Regions from separate parts of the Anas platyrhynchos genome. Here region 1 is linked to region 2. The links are chromatin contacts, called in public Hi-C maps. All regions are on one chromosome and are shown on one strand. The core of a region is the stretch at or near the end of the contact, and the rest is flanking DNA. Distances in the headings are between cores, read along the strand shown. Region 1 holds the start of LOC113841941 (D-serine dehydratase). Region 2 overlaps CCDC12 (coiled-coil domain containing 12).

What was found. Hi-C and Micro-C count contacts between places; a contact is called where the count stands out from the background.
Region 1: a contact with region 2 is called in a Hi-C map of skeletal muscle, with 2.6 times the contacts expected there. The contact joins the promoter of LOC113841941 here to the enhancer-like site in region 2. A contact is called at or near these places in 2 of 8 Hi-C or Micro-C datasets (liver and skeletal muscle).

What each region holds. Positions count from the first base shown.
Region 1 is chr2:158,451,133-158,454,446 of IASCAAS_PekinDuck_T2T, reverse strand. LOC113841941 (D-serine dehydratase) reads right to left here and starts at 1,506. Exons shown (of 8, transcript XM_038174842.2): 1 at 1,367-1,506; 2 at 462-665; 3 at 65-345. The coding sequence starts at 610. NBEAL2 (neurobeachin like 2) reads right to left here. Exons shown (of 57, transcript XM_072033950.1): 57 at 1,958-2,537. The coding sequence ends at 2,433.
Region 2 is chr2:158,408,508-158,411,744 of IASCAAS_PekinDuck_T2T, reverse strand. CCDC12 (coiled-coil domain containing 12) reads left to right here. Exons shown (of 7, transcript XM_038172086.2): 3 at 2,926-3,005. Among named protein-coding and RNA genes, the nearest start is that of CCDC12, 15 kb to the left of the region's middle. Within about 2 kb of position 1,779, at least 1 of the 8 cell types and tissues checked has an H3K27ac peak or open chromatin away from gene starts, as enhancers often do.

The DNA.
Region 1 (3,314 bases), core at 257-2,756, 43 kb before region 2:
TGCTCCACGGGGACCGGCGGCAAAAAACCCAACCCCAAATCCCCCTCCCCGTGCCCGTCCCCACCTCTGCCGTTGCCGCAATCGAGCTTGAGCCAAACGAGCCAGCGCTTGCCGCCGGCCAGCGGGCGCTGCCGCAGGCACTGCAGCGCCTCGGGGCTGTCCAAGAGCACCTGGAAGGCTTCGAGGCGCTGGGCCAGCTGGGCGCACTCCTCCAGGCGCCCCGTTGGCAGCGGGTACGCCAGTAGGATGTCATCGAAGCCCCCGTCGGCGAAAAAACGCGCCTCGGCCAGCGTGGAGACGGCGATGCCGCGCCGCGTGCCGCCCGTGGCCAGCGCGCCGCCCTCCCTGCCGGGAGGGGAAAAATAAAAAAAAATAAAAAAATAATAAAAAAAGGGGGTTTGGGGTGGAAATAAGAAGGTTTTGGGGAAAAAAATAAAAAAAAAGGGGGTGGTGGCACTCACAGCGTTTTGTGGGTCTTGACGTGGGGGCGCAGGCGGAGGCCGAGGGCTCGGCAGCGCTCCTGCATGCGCTCGGCGTTGCGGCGCGCCACGGCACGGTCGACGGCGAGCGCCGGGGTGGGCAGCGCGTCCAGGCGGGCCCCCAGCCACATGGTGGGAGGTTTTTTTTGGGGAGGGGGGATGGTCCCGGCACCCCCCCCCGTGACCCTATGGGGATGGGGGTGGGATTTGGGGGTGCTGGGAGGCGGGGGAGTGTTGGGAGGTGAGGAGGGTGCGTGGGATGGGGATGGTGGGGACACTGGGGACACTGGGATGGGGACATCTGGGAAACTGGGGACGGGGAGACTTGGGGCTGGGGAAGCTGGGGACAGGGACATATGGGGCACTGGGACAATTGGGACTGGGATTGGGACAGCTGGGACACTGGGACTGGGATTGGGACAGCTGGGGCATCTGGGATAGGGACACCTGGGATTGGGACACCTGGAACATTGGGACACTGGGAAGACTGGGAACGGGGACACCTGGCACTGGGATATCTGGGACTGGGACACCTGGAACACTGGGACAGGGACACTTGGGACTGGGACACTTGGGTTTGGGATAGCTGGAGCAACGGGAACAGGGAGAGCTGGGAAAGGGCCACCTGCTACTGGGACACTGGGGGAACGGACTGGGACACTCGGAATTGGGATCTACGGCACGGGGACAGCGGGGCCCAGCCTTTGGGGTCGGGGACACGGGGGACACCGCGGGCTCTCCCTGTCCCTCCAGCAGCCGCGTCGGAGGCCGGGACCCCCTCGGGGAGCGACGCACGGGAGCTCTGGCGTGCCTCAGTTTCCCCCACCGCCTCCAGCCCTGCCTCCCTCCCTCCCTCCCCGTCCGTCCTTCTGTCCGTCCGTCCGTACCTCCGCCGCCGCGGCTGCTCCCGGCTCGGCTCCCGGAGGCCTCTGGCTGGTTCGGCTCCACGTGACGCCGTGGGCACCCGCGGCCAGCCCCGCTCGGGGACAGAGGTCGCTGCCAGCCGTGGGGCCCCCGCGGTGCCGGGGCAGGGGAGGACACGGGCGCCGCGGGGGCCGGGCACGGGGACGGGGACAAGGTGGTGGTGGTGGTGGCGTCCGTGGGGGCAGCAGCCAGCCCCCCGTGGGGGTCCCGAGGCCGTGGGGATGAGGTTTTTTTTTTTTTGGAGGGGTTGTGGGGATGGGGAGAGGGGTGGGATGGTTGCGCTCGTGGCACCGCGGTGCTCGTGGGGACCCGGCTGAGACCCCACACGCTCGTGCCACGTGTGCCTGCCGGGATGAGAGGTGGCTGCCGCGTGTCCCCGTGTGCCAGTTGGGGACACGCGGGGGCCGCTGGCCCCCTGCCCGGAGCACAGCCCGTGCCAGGCTGGCCCCACTATGTAGGGCAGGAAGAAAGGGCCCCGTGGCTCGCCGCATCCCAAAAACACAGCCTGGGGGGGGGGTGAACGTCCCCAACAGAGACAGCTCGGGGCAGACAAGGGCCTTGTGCACGTTTATTTTTTATAGATAGATATATTATTATTCTTTCTTTTCTTTTTTTTCTTTTTTTTTTCCTTTTTTTTTTTTGTAAAAGAGCTAGAAATCGATAGAAAAAAAACAGTCGGGGAAGGGGGCAGCCGGCTCCTGGCCAGCAGGCTTGGTGGGGGGGGGACACACACAGCACCCCCCCATTCCCAGCGAGGGGTCCCCCCCGGGCACCTCCTCGCCCCCCTCATCCCACTGCTGTCCCCCCAGCCCAGAGGGGGGGCTGAATAAGGCCACGGCGAGGGGCCGAGCACGCAGCCCCGGCTGTGGGGAGCTCGGGGCTCACCCCTCCTCTCCTCGCCCCCCGGCTCGCCAGGGGCTCGGGGCGCTGATGTGGGGGGGTCGCGGGGTCCCCCCCTTTATCGCCGTGCCCCCCAGGAGGGGCCGGGAGCTGCAGGAAGCCCGGCAGGGCCAGGTGTGGGGTGGCAGCCTAGGACCTGCCCTCGTTGGGGTTGTACTCCGTCTCGCCAGCCGAAACCTGCGAGATGCGGCGCGTGGAGCGCCACAGCCGCCGGTGGAACTGGCCCGGACGCACCTAGGGGAGAGGGGGGTTAAGAACCCACCCCATGACCCATCCCTTTCCATGTCCCCGTCCCCATCCCCTTCCATTTTCCCACCCCTATCCTCATGCACAGCTGCATGCTCACCCTTTCTCAATTCCCATCCCCAGTCCTGTCTCCATCCCGTTCCAATTCCCATCCTTATCCTTTCTGCATCCTCTTCCCCATCCCCATCTCCAATCCCTTCTTTATCCCTACCCACAACCCCTATCTGAATCCCCATTCCCATCCAAACCCCATCTCCTTCCTTGTGCGAATCCCCATCCCATCCTGTCCCACTCCATGACATTCATCCCGCCTGTCCCACCCTACCCCAATACATCCCAATCCATCCCACTCCAACCCTCTCATCCCACCCCAATCCATCTATCCCATCCAAATCCAAACCATCCCATCCCATCTCAACTCAACCCAACCCACCTATCCCATCCCATTCCATCCCAATCCTACCCAGCCCAACCCAACTCAACCCACCCATCCCATCCAAATCATCCCATCCCATCCCAACTCAACCCAACCCACCTATCCCATCCCATTCCACCCCAATCCAACCCAGCCCAACCCACCCTTCCCATCCCAATCCAAGCCATCCCATCCCAACTCAACCTAATCCTCCCATCCCATCCCAATCCAACAAAACCCAACCCAACAAAATCCACCCATCCCATCCCAATCCAAGCCATCCCATCCCAACGCAACCCAACCCACCCATCCCATTCCATCCCAATCCAACACACCCCAACCCAACTCAA
Region 2 (3,237 bases), core at 530-3,029:
CCCTGCCTTGCCCCCCTCCCAGCAGTGCCCTCGTTATTTCAGTTTTACGTCCCTCCCGTAACCAAACCGGAGCGTTTTGGGGGCTGAATTTTGGGTGTTTTTTCCCTCCCTGCATCCTGCCTGCAGGCAGGGGTTTGGCGTGGTGCTCGGGACCCCCGAGCCTGCCCCGAACATCTTTTTTTTCCCAGTTTCAGCCTCGTGGCACCCTCCTGGTGCATTTGGAGTCCTCCTCCTGCAGCACCCGGAGATGCATCTGCCCGCCCCGAGCCCCGTCTGCGCTCCCCGAGGAGCACGTCCTGAGACAAAAAACCTCCAAAAAAAAAACCAAAAACCTCCAAAAAAAAACCAAAAGCCTCCTCGGTGAGCTTGGGGGCTCGAGGTGGAAGAGAGGCGCCTGTTTTTTGGCATTCCTCGAGTGCCTCTGGGAGGAGGATGCGCTGCGACACGCTCGGCTCTGCGCCCGGATCCCTCTGCAGGGGCTGGGGGAGCTGCCGGGCTCTGCCCCTGCTTGTTGCTCCCTCCTCTCCTGCCCCGGGTGAGGAATCCAGGAACGGTGGGAAAAGCTTCACCCCCTTGATCAAACAGCAAAAAAATTAGGGTTGTGAAACGGAACCTGCACCATAAGTCTCGCAGTGCCCCCAGAGGGTGGTGGTGCTGCAGCAGCCCCTCGGCACCTCCCTCGTGTCTCCCACTTCTCTTGCGTGCCCAAATGTGGCCTCCTAGGAGCGAGTGAGATTTGGGGAGGCAAAGAAAAACCCAAATTCTTGCCGTGGTTTCTCTCTGAAGGGCGAGATGGAAATTGTCACTTGGTTTTGAGCCGCTTGGAGCGGCCGTGCCAGAAAGTGGCCGGCTCTGAGAGCAGCTCGAGGAGGTGGAAGGGCAGCAAATTCTCAAACCAGACACCGTTTCTCCACGCCTTCAGGAGAAGATTGCCCGAAACAGCTTGAGGCAAGGGTGTGAGAACACCCAGGACTTCCCTAAAAGAACGCAAAGACCTGGGCTTTATTCAACCCACCCCTGCGGGAGACCCCCGGCTGTCTCGTTAACTGGATATTTTGAACCCTTTTAATCCTTCCTGCTGTTTTGGGGGCTTGCCCTTCATCCGTCTGTCTTTATATATGGATAAAAAATTGGGGAGAGCAAGGCAGCAGCTTCTGGTGAGCCGAGCACCGCGGGGTTCGCCTGCCGAAATCCCCCGCGGGTGCTCTGGGCGCTGCTGATTCCCGGAGGCAGGTGCAGGGAGCTCCTCCAGCATCCAGCAGCTAATTAAAGGGATCCCTTTCTGATTTCTGCTTTGTTTTCCCCTCCCTCCTGCAGCTGTGCGTGGCTTTAACAAGGAGCTGAAAGCACCGGGGGGAACGGAGCTCGTGCCCTGCCCATGGCACGAGGGGAGCTGGGCGCAGCCCCGCGGCCGCTTCCCCTTCTGCTGGTGCTGCTCCCGTCCGTGCCAGCACCTGCTGGGTTGTGCAGTGCTTTTTTTTTTTCATTTTAATCTCGTGGAGAAATCTCCAGCGAGCACGGGCAGCGCCGGCTAGCAAGGCTTTTGTTTGCCAGCCCAGGTGGGGCTTTCTGTGGGCTAAGCACGGAGCGAGCGGCTTGCCCCGGCAGCCCCTCTTCCCTGCTCGTTCCCCACACGGTGCCGGCCTCCCGATGAGTTTGGGAAGGGGCTGAAGCTTGTGGGAACGTTGCTAAATCCATTTCGGGTGGCGTGGCCGGGGCTGAGCAGCCGGCGTTGCCGGCACAAGCTGGTGATGTTGAAATAGGGCTTGTCAGGGTGCAATGCTAACGTCTCGCTGGCCTGAAGGAAACAGCTTGCTCGGCTCCCAGCTCTCCTTTCAGCCCCTCTGACCTTAGGGCAGCCTGTGTTTGGTTTCTGTTCGGCTGCGGGAGAATCCTAAACGTGAGTTAAACCCAGCAGAAAGCGGGGGAGAGGCCGAAAGTCGGCGTCCTGCAGGCTCTGGTGCTGCCTCTTGCTCCGATAAATCCTCTCCAGCGAGCAGGAGCAGGCTGGTGGCCAGATGTCCAGCATCACAGCCTGACACCCCGTTGCCTCCCGGGTGAATTAGCTGCCTCCCTCCCCTCCGCCTCCCAGGTGAGCAACAAAATTTGGCTGTCCCTAAGCTCCCGGTGTGCCTGTGAGAGCTGTGCCTGGCCGTGGCATCGCCTTCTGCCAAAAATAATCTCTTGATCATCCGAGATCAGGCTTCCCGAAAAGCCCTGCCTTGCTGGCTGGGGAGTGACGCTGCTGGGTCCGGGTTAATGCAATAAATTCCTCCTCCCGGGGCACGTGTGTGTAAAAAAAAAAACACAAAACCAAACCAACCCTGTAAAACCTCACAGCAGCTTGTCCTCGGGGGTGGCTGCTTCCTGCACCGGGCGCAGTCCAGGCGCGCCTGGCCGGGGGGAGGTATTGAAGCAATGGGCTAACCACGAGCTAATCACACCCCCGAGTTTCTTTGAAGCATCCTTTCTTCAACAAGCTGGCTGAAACCAAAAGAAATGGCTCGTTTCTAGCCCAATTTGAGGCAGGAGAAGGGGGCAACGGGATGAATTTGCCAGGGATGGGGAGGGCAGGGTGCTGCGCCCCGGGGCTGTGCGCTTGTGCTCCGGGGTGGGTTTCTCCCTTGTGCTTCCCACCGCTCCCATCCTTCCCCTTCTCATCCTGGGCTGTAGCTCGAGTCCTTTTCTCATCTCTTGCTTTGCTGCGAGCCCCAGGGGTGAGCTGTATCTCACCACGGAGCCTGGCAAAGCTGGAGCAAAACCCCTGCACAGCCCCGTCGGCACTGCCCGAGGCAGGATCAGAGCCGGCAGCGAGTGCCTGGGTTTGTGCTTGAACCCCTTAAACCCACCCAAAGCCTTTTATGTGTATTTAATCACCAGCGTGCCCACCCCTCACTGCCCTCTGCTCTTCTCCTTCCTCCCCAGGGAGATCAAACTGCGAAACTACGACCCCGAAGATGAGGAGCTGAAGAAGAGGAAGGTGCCCCCGGCCAAGCCGGCCTCAGGTGAGCAAACCCCGGGAGCTGGGGGCAAGGGGGGACCCAAGCAGAAGCAGAAGCGGCGGTGGTGCTGCTGCCAGACCAGGCAGAGCCCTTGCAGGGGTTTTATTAACTGCTGGGACGAGGCTGACAGCACCCTCACAGCACATTTCATCCTCTCCTGCTGCCAGGCAGCGTTCGGGGGGAACGAGGCAGCACTTAATGGGCAAAAAAAACCAGCACAGGGCTCCACATCCAG